Linked DNA regions of Mus musculus: region 2 is linked to region 1. A link is a contact called in public HiChIP or PLAC-seq data. All regions are on one chromosome and are shown on one strand. Each heading gives the region's core, a stretch centred on a gene start, on an enhancer-like site or on the middle of the called end of the contact. The rest is flanking DNA. Distances are from core to core; before and after follow the strand shown. Region 1 has its middle 86 kb from the start of Gm32240. Region 2 overlaps Gm830 (a long non-coding RNA gene).

Region 1 (7,687 bases), core at 1,753-4,252:
AAGAAAAGATAAAGAATAATTGTTCTAGAATATTATGTTAAGGAAAAGCAGGAAAAAGGAATGCATTTCCTGAAGGTATATTTTTTAATGATATACGTACACGTACACATACACATACATACACACACACACACATATATATGTATATATATGTATATATATACATATATGTGTTAATTAGAAAAAAGAAAACAAGTTAGTCACAAGGGCATAAATCCCTCACACTGTGCTGCCTGAGGCTTGGGTTTTTCATTGTTACAGAGCCACCGAATCACCCAAATACATCTAAGGTATTTGGTGGCCAGTGTTTCTGTATGGAACGTGAACTTGCTTTATTCAGCTGTGTGGTGTGTGGACTCCTTGAGGAAACTGTGCACATAGTAAGTTTCATGAAAAACATTTCTGTGCTTTAGAGTGTGTCTCTGCATGTTTTGTCCATTAGTGCCTGCTCTGTCAACCCCAGGTGCCTAGGATCAGCAGAACTAAGCTCCTCGTCTAGCTTCCATTATCTAGTGACATCTTTAAGTTCAGATGATCGCTCTGCTCTCAGCAGTGGAATGACCATGTATACTTCTGACCCCACTCTGTGTGAAAGACAGTGGGGCACTATGATTCTGGAAGGGAAGTCGGGACAGCCAGAGGAGTGGGGTATCTAGAAACCCTTCAGTATAAGGAAGAGCTGAGAGCATAATATGTGTTCCATATGAGAGTAGATTACCTGGGAAGGATGTGAAAACATCTTCAAAAAATTGACTTCATTCTAATGCACATTGAGGCTGTGTTAAAGAGATCGATTCGAGGGCACCATTCATAAAAACAAACCAACCAACTAAACAAACAAACAAAACCCCCAAACCCCTGACAGTGTTTGCCACCCAACAGTGAAATGAGCTGCCTTGGGAAGAGTTCCCATTCTTGGAATTACAAATAAGTTGGGTTCAAGGAGCAGACCTGAGATTTAACTGCATCTTCCTGGATCTCATCTTAATTTGCAGATGCTCTTGGGGAGATGAGAGCCAAGACAGGAGCCCAGCCCTGTCGGCTCCACATACCTTCGATTGACAGTGAAAACATTAATCAGTGAATACACTCTTACGCATAAAACCATGCTGCCTGGGCTCTCAACTTCATTTTCATTACCCTCTCCTCAAATTTGTCTGATACTATAGCTCTACCATAGGGAACAAAATTGCATAGGCTTTTTCTAAATGACTATTAAACCTGAGGTTCCTTTTCCATCAAGACGCACATTGTCAGCTTGACCTGAGATAATCCTAACTCTTCTGAGAGATTTACAGGAAGGCAAATACCTCTCATTCCTCAGGCTTCCGGGACCATGTGATGACCAACTTCAACCAGCTACCAAGAGGCCCCTATCCCCAAAGCGTGCCTTCTTCCTGGTGTGGCCCCAGGTCAAGGCCAATCCATTTTGCAGTGAGGGTAGGAATGTGAGGCTTGTCTCTCCAAGAAGATCCAGATGTTATGTTGATCTTTCATGACTGCTTTTGCTAAACGACATATGGTGGAGTCCTTGAGAGTTGAGTAAAGTTTTGTTAGGAAAGCTAATCACCGATGGCCAGGCCCCCTGTAGGACAAGGGAAATGTAGATGAAAATATAGAAGAATGAGCCATCACAGGAACTGGGGAAGAGAAGGCAGTTTTTAAGCCAGAGAACCTAATAGTCCATGTAGCTTGACCTCTTCATTTTATAGATGAGGCTTCATTCTATAGATGGCTTCCATGAAGTCACTGACAAGATCCCTGTTGGGGATGGATGGAGGATAGTCAACAGGGTACTTTTTTGTTTGTACTTTGTTTGTTTGTTTGTTTGTTTGTTTGTTTGTTTTTGAGACAGGGATTCTCTGTATAACCCCGGCTGGAACTCTGGAACCCTGGAACTCACTCTGTAGACCATGCTGACCTCAAACTCAGAAATCCACCTGCCTCTGCCTCCCATGTACTGGGATTAAAGGCGTGCACCACCACGCCTGGCTTAACAGAATACTTTCATGATGCAGCAAGTTATCCCTCTCTCGATTTATGCCTGCAGATCTTTGTTTAGCTTTGTAGATCTTGTTCATCTAGTCTTGGTCTTGAAAACTGTACCACTTAAGCTTGAAGAAATTCACTACACTCAAATGCCCACAGACATTGATCTATTCTAAATTCTCTGCTTCCCATGCAATATCACATGTCAAAATTTTACAACCCAAGGTGATAATATTAGAAAGTGATGGGGCATTGAGATCCAATTAGGATGGAGCCTTTGTGAGCAGGATTAGTGCCTGTGTCCATATATGATGCTGTAAAATGTATTACAGACCAGACTATCTATAAGTAATAGAAATTTATTTCTCCCAATTCTGGAAGCTAGAATGTCCACAATCAAGCTGATGTGGAGTATGGTGAAAACCGATCTTGACTTTTAAGATGGTCCCTTGCTCCATCCTCTTGAAAGGATGGATACTACGTCTTCACATGGCAGAAAGGACGAAAGTGGGCTAAGTGCCCACTGGAGCTTCATTCTAGAGGGTCAGAATCCCCTTTATAAGGAAGGAGCACTGCTGACCGAGTGACTTCCCAAAGGCCATACCTGGTAATATTCCTGTATCAGAAACCAAATACCAACATGAAACACAAAGAGTTGAACCACAGCAAGTGCTCTTCTTTTAGCAAGTGCCAGACCACTTCTTTACCACTCCCGTGAGTGGGGAAAAGGCCAGAAGCCTTCATATTTGAAGAACTAGGCCACTGACAAGCACTGAATCTTCAACACCTTGACCTTAGGCTTCCCATTTTCCTAAACTTTAAGAGACAGTTGCTACGGTTTATCAGTCCCCAAGTTTGTGGCACTTTGTTCTAAGTTCAGGTAGATATTCCATCCATGAAAGGTGCTGAATTTCCTACGGGGGGGGGGTGGGGGGTGGGGGGTGTCATACCTTAAATAGGACAAAGAAGAACCCCTGTCTATAAGCAATCAAAGGGAAGTCCGCCATCTAGTGACAGTAACTGTGGGTAACTATCCCACTGGGTAAACAGACTCTCGAGAATTCAAATCAACAGTGAGGGATAGTGTTTAAGTACAGCACAGAAGCAATTTTTTTTTTTTTGAGACAAGATTTCACTATTTAGACCAGGCTGGTCTAGAACTCAGAGATTCCCTGCCTTTGCTTCCCAAATGCTGGTATTAAAGATGTGTGCCAATATACCAGGCCAAGCCCAGAAGTTTGAATCATCAAAAAGGAAAGTAGAATTTAGTAATTAATTAAGTAACATTACTACTCTTTAATTTTTCTTTCCACTGGGTCTAACCTTTCCTGTTATGGAGAGAAAGAGATGCAGTCCCTCCCTACTTTTCAGTATAAATAATTGGAGCAATTTTTATACCATGCACTGGTTAAATTCCTGACCATTACTACAGGGTCACCTGCCTTCTCACTTCTTCATTTAACAATGATAGAAAACTCCATTTATTCTAGGCACAAAGATGGTTAACGCTTAGTCTCTGGAGTCTCTGGCACATATATCTTAGCAGGGGAAGTGGAGAAAAATAAAACAAAACACAAACCAACAAAACCACAATTACAACCAGATACTGATCATGATGAGGAGAGCGACAGGTAGTATTGGGGCAGCACACACATACACAGTCCATCTGGGGAAATGCATCTGAGATCAGAGAAGGTGAGCTGGGGGAAGAGTCTGGAATGAGGAGCATTTCAGCAAAGGACGAGCAAAATCAGGCGTGCCAGGTTTCATCAAGGGGAATGAGCCAAGGACCAGTATGAGAATGTGGGAAAACTGCAGTTTGACAGTCATAGGATTAAGTCACCAGGGCACACCAAGAAGGAGGCTGAACCTCATCAACCAAAGTAAAAAACTTCAGGTTTCATATTGTGGCCAAGTCTATTGGCAGTAAAGGCTAAAAACTCTGTCCCAAGACAGAGCCTGTTCTCCAGAATTCCAAATTTGAATGCTGTAAGTCAGCCAAACTCCAGTTCATCAAGGTCCCTGCCACACCTGCTTGCCCATGCCCTCACATGGAATGTCTGTCTGTCTGTCCCTGCCAGGTGCAGTCCTTGCTCCCTTGAGTGTAAAGTCAGTTTTCCACGAGGAAAGGAGAAGGGCATGATCAGACTCTTGCCTTACACCGGTTCTCTCAGGGAGATTTGGAAAGGTCCCCTGGGGGCAGAGAAATCCCTTAGAATGGCACTGCAAAGGTCCAGACAAAAGCTATTAAACACCTATAGCTGTGTCCTGGAGGCATAGTGCCACAGAGGAATGGCAACAACTGTGGAGCTTTTGATTATCACTCCCTCCATCATTCTTCGAAGGCATAAAGAGGCTCAATAATCTCAATGAAGTGTTGACCTGGACTTCTGACTCCAGGATACGAGACTGTACATTTCATCCATCACAGCCCAGGAGCCATTAATGTGGTGTGATGAAATGTGACTCAGCTGAAGTTTAGTACAGACTTTGGGATCCACATGCCTGAGGAAAACAGACCTGAGGGAAAAACCACTGAAGAGGACACTGATCCTGTGTGCTTGTAGCTTGTTGATTTCAAGAAGGGCCTGAGCCTATCTGGGCTGCAATAACAGTATACAGTACACTGGGTGGCTCATAAAACAAAAAAACAACAAAAGAAATGCCTATTCCTCACAGATCTGGAGAAGTCTCTGGCAAGATTCAATCTCTTATAAGGACATGTTACCACTGTGCCCACATGGTAAGAAGGCATGATTAGTCCATTTGTGTTTCTTTAATAATGGCACATATCCTATTTAGGAGGCCTCTACCATGATCTAGTCACCTCATAAAAGCCTACGCTCTAATATCATCACATACAGAATTAAAATGTCAACATATGGATTGGGGGGTGGGGCACAAACATTCAAACCACAGAATCTGGCAAAAAAAAAAAATCTTTTCATTTTCCCCTCAGAAAATAAAGAGAAAAAAATCTAAATGTGTTTATATAGTAAAACGTAAACACTAAGGCAGGGTTTGGTTGCGTGATTTGCTTACATAATCAATGTTTTAGAACAGAGTCGTCAGAGGATCCTTCCTAGAAGGACACTAGCGGCCTAGACTGAGACCTTCCATCTCTCCACAAACACTAAGGAAAATTTAGAAACAACCTTGTGCCCTGAGTAGCACCTCCAGAAACTGAACTGCTTCCCCTAAGACATAAAGTGCAGTTCACCAGCAGACAGCATGGACATTGTCAGAAACAAACAAGGAATGATCTAAGTATTGCACAAAGGAACACGCAAAGGGAATGAAGCATAGGAGGAATTTTTTTATTAAAAAAAAAAAGTCTAGAAAGCATAACTGATAACATGACTTCTGTTCTTTATCTCTCACATAGGTGACCACATCTCACTCCATTGGTGAGAGCTTGACTTCACAATCTGATGCACTTGGCTAATTATCACAAAGGAGAAGAGGAAAGGTCAGGAAATACGATTCCTTGCTGACTTAACTGCCCTTAATTTCTTTTTTAAAAGGTTTCTTTCAATATATCACTTGGGAACTTGAAATGCTGGATTCTCTGGCCCCTCCTTACATTGCTTGAATTAGAAGTTCAGAGGTTTAGGTCTAGTGGTCACCTTCCACAAGCAAGATTCTGATGCACTAAGGACTTGAAGCCATTGCCCTTAAAGATAGCAGCACACAACTAATGTTGTATTGAATTCATCAATGAATTTCTGCTGAGTTGTGTATTTCATCCAAGTGGGGAAAGTTCTACAAACTCCTACAAAGCCCAAGATGTTATTGGTCAGGGTGGAAACGGGCAAACAGCCCCCTGGGAGGTTAGGATTCAAGTCTCACATTAATTTTGAAATCTTTATTTCTTGCTCTGACTTTGGCTGTGATGATGGCTCCATTAGGAAACCTCTCCTCTCCATCCTAGGTTTGTGTCACATGTTCTAGCTCATCACTCCACTGCTTGTCATTGTTTGGGCTTGTTTTCCCAATTCTGAGCCAGAGAGAGGAGAGACGTTTGCCTTTTTGTTTGTCCTTGAGTTCCCAGAATCTGGTAGTTAGAAATTCAGCAAATCTGTAATTGACCGAACACTTAGCTCACCTTTGCTGGGAAAGAGCCATTATGGCCTGAGGTGGTTGCTCTTCTGGTTGCCCTGAGCCTTATTCTATCTCCTTCTTTCCAACTGTAGCTGCTGGGCCATTATAAATGCTGGATATTCAGGCTACGGTGAACTCTGAAGTGGTCTTCAGCATCACACCATATCACAGTCAACACCACATCCATTGATACTTCACAGTCTGCTACCCCGTGCTTCTACCCCAGAATTCAATACCCACCATATGGGGGTGGTCCATCATGTTCTAGTGTACCCTCGCTATACAAGAGGCCACAGTGAATGACTTTCACTGACTGATTTATTCATCATTCCAACATCAGCTATGTAAGGCTATTATAGAGATGAAGGAAAACCAAGCCAAAAAGCAGTGACTTGCCTGAGTTATAGAGCTAGTGGGTAGCTGGGGTTCAGCTTGGATCTATGGCATCAGACTTCCAACAGATATCTTTCTACCTCTGTTGCCTCTTCATTGAACTAAAATGTTTGGCATTTTTTTCCCTGTAAGTAATTAGAGCCATTGACTATCTGATGCTTCTGGGAACTGGCAGGATGTTTCCTATTTCATTGTAGGTAAGTGCCTCCTCTCTCTTGCCACACCGACTCATTTGATTTCATTGGCATCTGCTTTTCCAGATGAGGGTTACAAAGTCACTGCTGCACCCCATAAATCCTTCTTTGGCATTTCCTCACAGCTGTGCCGGTTGACAGCTCTGAATCACCATCACAGTGGAGATGCCAGAAGAGCTGGCACTGTCATAGCATGTCACTTGTACAGCCAGTGATGGCTGACGGCTGCTTGAGTGCACCTGCACCACAGGGAGGCCTGTCCACCCTGCCTGGCTGATCAGAGAGGACGCTGTGGTGACAAAGGGATTCTGCTTCCAGTGAGGTATGCCTGGGGATGAAATATGTCCCCACATCAACTTTTGCTCAATCAATCCAGAGCAGCAAAAACTTGAAAGAAAAGTAATTTCTTGCCTGAAACTTTGTGCCAAAAAAAGAACACAATGTTCACTGAAACATTTTAATAATGGCCAAAAAATAGAGAATTGGCTGAACCTTTAGTTGGCATCTTTCATAAGCAGAGATATTATATAGATATTAAGACAATAGGAGGCAAAATGGAATTTTTGTAATAAATTGGTTAGAAAATTAAGTTACAAAGTCTTAGTATACCAGAAGCCTCTTTTCTTTCAGAAAAGTTTTGACTAGAGAGATGAATGAGTGGGTGTGGAAGGTTCTCAGAAAGACATGTCGGAGAGTCTGCATAAGAAATATGACACAAGAAAACCGAGAGATTTATACTGACATTCGCCTAAAAATCCTTTGTCTTATCTTTTTATTGTTTAATAATAAATGTGCTGCTTTTGTTAATATGTAGTTATTAATACCAATCAACCTTGGTCTGAGTACAAATCAAGAGCTCAACTATCACCCATGCTTCTTCTTCACATCCTCTTCATTTATTCAAAATGGATGTCCTTAAGAAACACTGTCATCCATCCATCCATCCATCCATCCATCCATCCATCCATCCACCCACCCACATAACTGCCCACACATCTATTCGTCCATCT
Region 2 (7,687 bases), core at 1,241-3,740, 180 kb before region 1:
TGAATAAGAAGCATTTCAGCTCTGCAAAACACACAATTGACGCCTGCACTTTGCTTTAGTTTTCTTGAGTTTTAAAACCTGAATGGTCCCATAACCAGCTGAAGATGTGAATTGTGATGTCAAGCCCCCCAGTCTCAGGGCAGAGCAGTTTGCAGAGCAGGCTGCCAGGTGCCTGCTCAGAAGGCTGCTCAGATGTTACAACACGTGGCAGTTTTATACATACACACACATTGCTTCCAAAATACTAAGATAAATGACATATTTCACGTGGGGCTAAAGAAGATAGATGATAGGAAGATGTCTGAAAAAACAAAGGAGGAATTTTAGATGGGATGTAGGGAAAGAGGTGATCTTTGGGATATAACTGAAGAATGCAGATGCTCCAGATGTGCAAAGAACCAAGGCAGAGCATCCTGTACAGGGAGATGGGATGGCATTTGCAAAGACTGAGACCAGGAAAAGGCCAGGCTTGACTGTGTGCTGTCCATGTAGGTGCACAAACACAGATGTCCTCAGTGGCCTCTCAGAAACCTAAGCTCTTCTCAAATGTAGTGTCTCTTAGCCTTGGTAGTGGACTCCACATCTGTCTTGTGCTGAAGAGTACAGCAAGGACATGGCTGTCATACCCAGGTGGCAGTTGGTGATGCACTCCTACAGCAATACTCTTTTTTCAAGTCTGAGATTCCTAGCCACAATCCCACAGCGAGGAGCTGCAGTTGATCCTAAAACCAAGCTTTCTCCCACGCCAAACCATCGACTTGGTGCCAGGGCTGGATTTATTACCTAGTAACTGAGGACAGAAATAATTGGTCGCATTAGTGCCTGGCAGCTGCGCTGGGGCTCCACTCTAGAAGGGAGTCAGGGACTAAAGAACTGAGACAAGTTTACTTTTCTCAGCCCAGGTGCTCTCCTGAGGCCCGCCCAGCCCTAATGAACACTGCAAGCCAAGGCCCGTGCAGCTGACAGGCCGGTTCCCCACTTGCAGAGTCCCGGTTTCTTTCCAACCTCTGAAAGAAAAGCACTAGCTAAGGCAGAATGAAGAAATGGCTGCTCTAACTTCGTCTCCGGCTGCTCTCATTTGATTCCCCACAAAAGCCAGCTCTACTCCACCAATTGAGTGTACAAAGGAAACAATTACCTGGAGAAGTCAAGCAATAAGGACAGGACAGAATGAAATCCGGCAGGTCCCTGGCTTCTAGCTAGAATGCACATAGCTGGAATGTTTTTCATACTGGATGGAGTAAAGGGCTTAGACTTTGGGGTCAGGTGGATCTGCATTTGAAAACAAATCCAACTACCCATTATAGATGTGCTCTCTTTAATATGGTCCACTCTGTGCCTTGGTTTACAAGAACTTTGCAACAGAGGGTATAGACCTCCTGCCATCAGAGCTGGATGATGCTCTCTCTAGTTCTGGTACCATCAAAAGTAAAGTTAATGAACTTCTAGCATTGGTGTCTGTCTCCAAAGTCATCCTGAGCCTGTTACCCCAGCACTTGGGAAGCAGAGTCAGAGGGATTATGAGTTCATGTCTAGCCTAGACTACATAGTAAGGCTTCCTGAAATAAACAAATAAGACCCAATTACATGGCTACTTTGAAGAAATGTAAGAATTGTGTGTACTTTATGTATGATGACATACACAAAGCAGCTGCGCAGTACCTGTGAAAGTTGTTATTACATAAGTACTGCTTTAGTTTCAGAATCAGGTTTCTCGAAATGTGATCCAAAGGTATCATTTCCCTCCTGGGACATGGTGGACACACTCCCAGAACCATCCCAACTTCCTGAACTTCAGGCCAAGCATTCTGCTCTGGAAGGATCTCCAGGTGATTTGGGTGCAAAACTAAAGTTAGGCATTTCTGCTCTAGGTAGGCATTTTGAATGCCTTTGAGAGATTTCAGTCAACTGTAAATGTCTTGGGCCCCTAAACACTTGTTTATCCCAACCTGTGATCTTTCCAATGAGCTCCCCTGCTTGTTCCTGGAGAAGAAAGCAATTTGTTGCTCAGGACTTCCATATCAGATTAACAACATCTTCTATAGTTTACAGTCTTTCAGGCATGCTGATCATACATCTACATGGATGACGATCACTCACCTCTGCAGTTATCTTTATTAGGCAAATAAGGAAAGCAACACTCTATGAGGTGAGTTATGTTATCCAAATATTTGCAAGCTCTGAGTCATTAAGCTGTTTGATAAGCAGGATTCATTAGTCTGTTTCTAGAATCAGCACACTTTCTGCCTTGTCCTACTGTGTCTCCATGCCAGGAGGAGGAATGGGAGTGTCTAGTTGAAGACAAGCACTCAGGGACCATGTACAGGGTGTCTTTGCACATCGTGATGCTCTCATGATCATGGAACCCATCAGTCTGATGATGCTCCAAGAACACAGAATCAGGAGGTGGAAACCACAGAGACACAGCCTGTGGCTCAACAAAAACAATCTCTCTTAGTGACTGTGTCAATTGTTCAGAACTTCCTGCCCTGTGGGCAGTCGGGGTTGAGCAGTGGAACAGATGTCATAGGAAGAAGATTGACAGGACATTCTCTCGGGGCAGTGTTTTGAATCAGAGTGAAATTTAGTAAGCAAGCCCCGCCAACCCTGGGCAAACTTTGATATTTAAGCATAAACTGGAGATATGTCATTTGTGCACAAAGCAGACTGGTTTAAGAAGAAAGTGTCTATCTTACCATAGCCCTAGGATCTTGCCTGATCTACCTAGCTGAAAGCGAATCTCTCCTCCTCTGCACTCCCATAGTGTCCTTCACTGGTATCTGTTTTATAGCATTAAGCAGTTAGGCATGGCTAGGAAGCAGTGAACTATGTGTGCATAGAGGCTGATAGAATCTCTTTGGACCCCAGTTCTCCTGTTTATGTAAAACGGGATTCTTTATTGGGCTTGAAGAGAATGAATTGTAGGATACTGCACCTCAGGCTCCTGTGCAAACCATAGAAGGTCTTCAGAGGGCTTATTTCAGACTTCTTGAGAAATCCTCCTGCTCCATCTACCTCTAAACCTGTTCTTCCCACTGAAACAGACACTCTATATGTGGCATGTGATTTTCATTTAGTTAAAAACTGAAAGGGAAATGTATAAGTAAGAAAGAAAGGAGGGTAGGAGAGGGGAGGAAAGAGGAGAGGAGAGGAGAGGAGAGGAGAGGAGAGGAGAGGAGAGGAGAGGAGAGGGGAGGGGAGGGGAGGGGAGGGGAGGGGAGGGGAGGGGAGGGGAGGGGAGGGGAGGAGAGGAGAGGAGAGGAGAGGAGAGGAGAGGAGAGGAGAGGAGAGAAGAGAAGAGAAGAGAAGAGAAGAGAAGAGAAGAGAAGAGAAGAGAAGAGAAGAGAAGAGAAGAGAAGAGAAGAGAAGAGAAGAGAAGAGAAGAGAAGAGAAGAGAAGAGAAGAAAGGAAAAAATGAGGAAGTAAAAACAAAGAAAAGCAGCAGGAAGAACTCTTCAATAGACGAATGCTCGTCTCACTCATTGCTGGCCATATGCTAAGCAGTACACCTGGGCAGTTTCCCAGGTGCACCATGGGCCATGTGTGTGCAGGCAGATGATTGTATACTTGAGGGCTTGTGTGCGTAAGAATGTGTAGTAATCCACAGCATGCTATAATGTGAAGAAAGACGGCAACAAGGAAGATAGACTTACACCAAGCTTCCTATAGGAGACTACTTACAGTTCTGTGATAATTTGGGACAGTTGCTCACTGTGAGAAGCACATGGCCTCTAGGGTGATGAGCACTATGTATCACACTGTACTCTCCATTTGGAACCTCTTGGATAGGACCTGCAGAGGCTTTCATTTACAGAGTACAGCAAAATCCAAAGTGGCTCTGTCTTTAAAGTTGCCGTGTATGGAACTTGCTCCATATGGGGGAACAGGCTGAGTAGTAGTTTTTGAAGCTCTTACAATCCCTTAGGCCCATCAAAAATGGCTGCTAGGAACACACCGTTTTAGAAGTGCTTTTAAAAGCCCTGTGGGCTTGTATTTGGAGAAAGCCTTCTCTGTGTAAGGTTCCTGAAAGAAGCCTCTGGAGACTCCTGCAGTCCTAGGCAGTGGTTCTCAGAGACTCCAACAGTTTTTCCTTGTGTGGGATACATGTCAGGAGGCTAGCTGCGCTGAGACAGGCTGCCTTCTGGGAGATGCTCTTCTAGCCAAAGGAAAGTGGAATAGGAGAGGCAGAGTGAGCTTGGTAGGGAGTGGTAAGCACAGCACAGCAGGACAGCATCTTATAGATGTTGTGCCAGTACAGGATCCTACATATCATAGTCTCCCTGTTCTGATTTCAGACCTCCCTGAAACACACCTGCAAAAGAGTCAGAGAGGGAAAAAAAAAAAAAAAGACAGAGAGAAGGTATGCTCAAATACCTTCGGTTATAAGATCGTCGGCTCCGGCTTCATTCTTTTGGCATATTCTAATGGGATAAGTACATATTGTGTGCTCAGTAATGCTGTGCAAAGGGGACCCAGCTGAATAAAACTAAATGCAGTCTTAGTAGAGCCAATGACAGTGGGAAAGACACATGAATCACAGGCACGCCTTTACATAGCTGCAATGGAAAGGTGTCATAGAGACACCCAAGGCTGAGAGCATCTGACAGAATCTGCTGTGGACTGAGATGATGGGGAGGCTGATGAAGAGGTGATCTCTGTGTTGCAGAGAGAGACCAAGGAAGGCTCTTTAGAGTTTTCAGATAGGGAATATAATAGTACAACACTTTAGATTTGGTAGTTCTCAGCGTGTGGGTCACAACCCCTCTGGCAAACCTCTATCTCCAAAACTATTTACATTATGATTCTTAACTGTAGCAAAATTACAGTTATTAAGTAGCAACAAAATTAATTTTACACTTGGGGTCATCACAACATGAGGAACTGCATTAAAGGGCTGCAGCCTTAGGAAGGTTGAGAATCACTGCTTTAGAAGCAATAAAAGTAGTCAGGCATGTGAAATTAAGTGAAGACAGACCTGGCTCCAGTTGGGAAGGATTCCAGGATACAAAGAATTAGTGGCCATGATGGGCAGTCTGATCTTGACCCAAGACACACGAAAAGCTTCTGCCTTGAAAGTGGAGGCCGTACATAAAGCTCACAGAGCTAACAGTTTTTCCATGTTATTAAGAGTGGTCCCTTCAAATAACCCTGCAATTTTCCCCCTTTCTAAAGTCAAGCTTTCTCTTCATCCTCTGAATGTGGATCAGAATTATAATGTATAAATTGTGAGGGAAGTGACTCACTGTGACGTCTGAGGTTAGGCTTTGAGAAGGCTGTCATCCCTGTGGCACAATTTTTGGACTGATTTCCAATGAAAATCAGATCCTGTGTTGGGAAGGGACTCAAGAAATCATGCAGAAGTTTACATGGGAAGAATACAGCCAGCACCTGAGTATTAGCAATGGAAAGCTATTGGAAGCAGACCATCCAGCTTCAATTAAGTCTTCAGATGAAAACATGTTGGTTGACATCTTGGCTGTTAGCTTCACGAGGCACCCAAGCCAGAACCACTCAGCCCAGCTGCCTTTAAATCCATGACTCACTGGAGATAATAAATGTTATTTCAAGTTTTAAAAAATATATATTTAAATATTATTTTCCATTTAATTTACAATAATTATACACATTTAGGTGGCGCAATGTGATATTTCAATATATGTAGTAAAGAATAATGGAATAAAGCTAAGTAGCATGTTTATTATCTCAGTTTTGTGGCAACATTTAAAGTCCTCTAATCTGTTTTGATTTATGCATATATAATTAGTTATAACACCATAATATACACTAGATTACCAGCAATCTTTCCCTCCTATTGGCCTGATAATTAGTACCACTTGGGCAACATCTCTTCTTTTCTCCTCTACTTCACACCATTTCCTAAGCATCAATTAGATTGAACACTGCAAGGTATCTCAAGACATGAGAGGAAAAAAGGAGAGACTCTAGCATAGAGAAACTTGACATCTGCTCTTCTACTTAAAGGTTGTTGTACGGAAGGCATGTGTTAAACTTTCTGACATTCCCATTTTTAATTTTTCACATGACATGATGTTGGTAGAATATATAAGATACAATTTGCCTATAAGTTTCAGTTTCCTCATTTCCCACCAATTTCATATTCAACCAAAACATGACCTTTTCAAGAAACAGTTTTCAGCTGACACTGAGTACCACAAAATCAGTACCAAAAATTTTGATGACTGTGGTGGTTTGAATAGGAATGGCCCCCATAGACTCATGTGTTTGAATACTTGGTCCTATAGGCAGTGGCACAATTAGGAGGTATAGCCTTGTTAGAGGAAATGTGTCAGTAGGAAGTAGACTTTGAGGTCTCAGATGTTCAAGCCATACCCAGTGTGGTATTCTCTTTCCACTGCCTGCTGGTCAGATCCAGATGTAGAACTCTCAGCTACTTCTCTAGCTCCATGTCTACATGCATTTCACCATGCTTTCTGGCATGACAATAATGGACTAAACCTCTGAACTGTAAGCCAGTCCTAATTAAAGGTTTTCCTAAATAAGAGTTGCCGTGGTCATGGTGTCTCTTCACAGTCATAAAACCCTAGAACCATCTCCCTAGAAGGAAAGACCTAAGAGCTATTTTCCTGAAGCTGCCTTTGAGCATGCTTCCACAGAAACACGATTGATTTTTAAGTCTATCACAGAGGATTAGACTTGAAATGAGATTTATGAATTTTCTTCCAGCATTGTAAGCATAATTTGTGGGACAGTGGACCATGCCAGGAAACTTGGTATGTTTGAGTGGGTTCAGAGTCCCCAGCACCCAAGCACCCACCTGAGATGGTAGACAGCTCCCTGTTCCTACTAGATTCCTGGCCTGGAACATGTGCCACACTTCCATCATAGGAAACATAGCCTGTGGTCACGTAGCCCAAAACAGAGTTCTCCATGCTAATGAGATATCTAGAGGCCCTGTAGGTTTAGCCAATAAGCTCCCCTTCCTGGACATTCCTCCATGGAAAAGGTACTTAATCTCTGGTGAACTCTGAGGAGGTGGCATGCACCTATTTTCTATGATGAACAATTGATCAACAGTTTGGAACCGAGGACTGTCTCTTCCATTAAAAACCTCCATGGGAAGCATGGAGAAGGCCCTTGCCTATAGAGCTGGAAGCCTAAGTCACCTGCAGAAGGCCCCTTGCACTCCCAGAAACTGCTGCTAATCTAAAGACAATCATAAATGAGCTAAGCCAGAGTTCCCCATTCCCCCATCCCCAGACTCATTTTCGTTGGGCTGAAGCCCCCAACTCCATTTCCAACTCCATGTGACCCAGCTGTGCCTGGATGTCTAGGAGTTTGGGAGCTCCCAGCCCCATGTTCATCATCACAGGCCCCAGGGACACCTGATCCTCTATTCCTGATTCTTCTGTGTGGTTTTCCAGCACTGTATGCCCTGGAATCAGAGAACTCCAGCTTTGGCCTTCTACATCCTAGGCTCTGTTTTTCCACCCTCTGCATGGTATATTCACTCTCCAGCACAGCATCAGACAACATCAGCTCAGGGATAAATGCAGTCTAGAACTCCACATTTTGTTGGCACAGCACCCTAGCAGAGAGGCAAAACTTGGACCCACACATAATGGCCTTGAATTATTTGAAATATATCTTTACATAGTTCTATTCTTTGTTTTTCACTTTCAATACAAGTAGACAAGAAATAAACTAT

Evidence for each region. HiChIP or PLAC-seq counts read pairs in DNA pulled down with a chosen protein or histone mark.
Region 2: a contact with region 1 is called in a RAD21 HiChIP or PLAC-seq map of pro-B cells, with 2.1 times the contacts expected there. The contact joins two enhancer-like sites. A contact is called at or near these places in 3 of 15 datasets of contacts at CTCF or cohesin (CD8 T cells, the NIH/3T3 cell line and pro-B cells), 8 of 484 Hi-C or Micro-C datasets (the AML12 cell line, LSK cells, Th1 cells and 2 more) and 2 of 115 datasets of contacts at active chromatin or transcription factors (the 230-238 cell line and pancreatic cancer cells).

The regions. Positions count from the first base shown.
Region 1 is chr4:95,289,631-95,297,317 of GRCm38.p6, reverse strand. No RefSeq gene overlaps it. Among named protein-coding and RNA genes, the nearest start is that of Gm32240, 86 kb to the right of the region's middle. Within about 2 kb of position 3,002, at least 1 of the 459 cell types and tissues checked has an H3K27ac peak or open chromatin away from gene starts, as enhancers often do. A contact at or near this core is called in pro-B cells, where this site is marked.
Region 2 is chr4:95,469,699-95,477,385 of GRCm38.p6, reverse strand. All of the region lies in intron 1 of Gm830 (a long non-coding RNA gene), which reads left to right. Among named protein-coding and RNA genes, the nearest start is that of Gm12707, 12 kb to the left of the region's middle. Within about 2 kb of position 2,490, at least 20 of the 459 cell types and tissues checked have an H3K27ac peak or open chromatin away from gene starts, as enhancers often do. A contact at or near this core is called in pro-B cells, where this site is marked.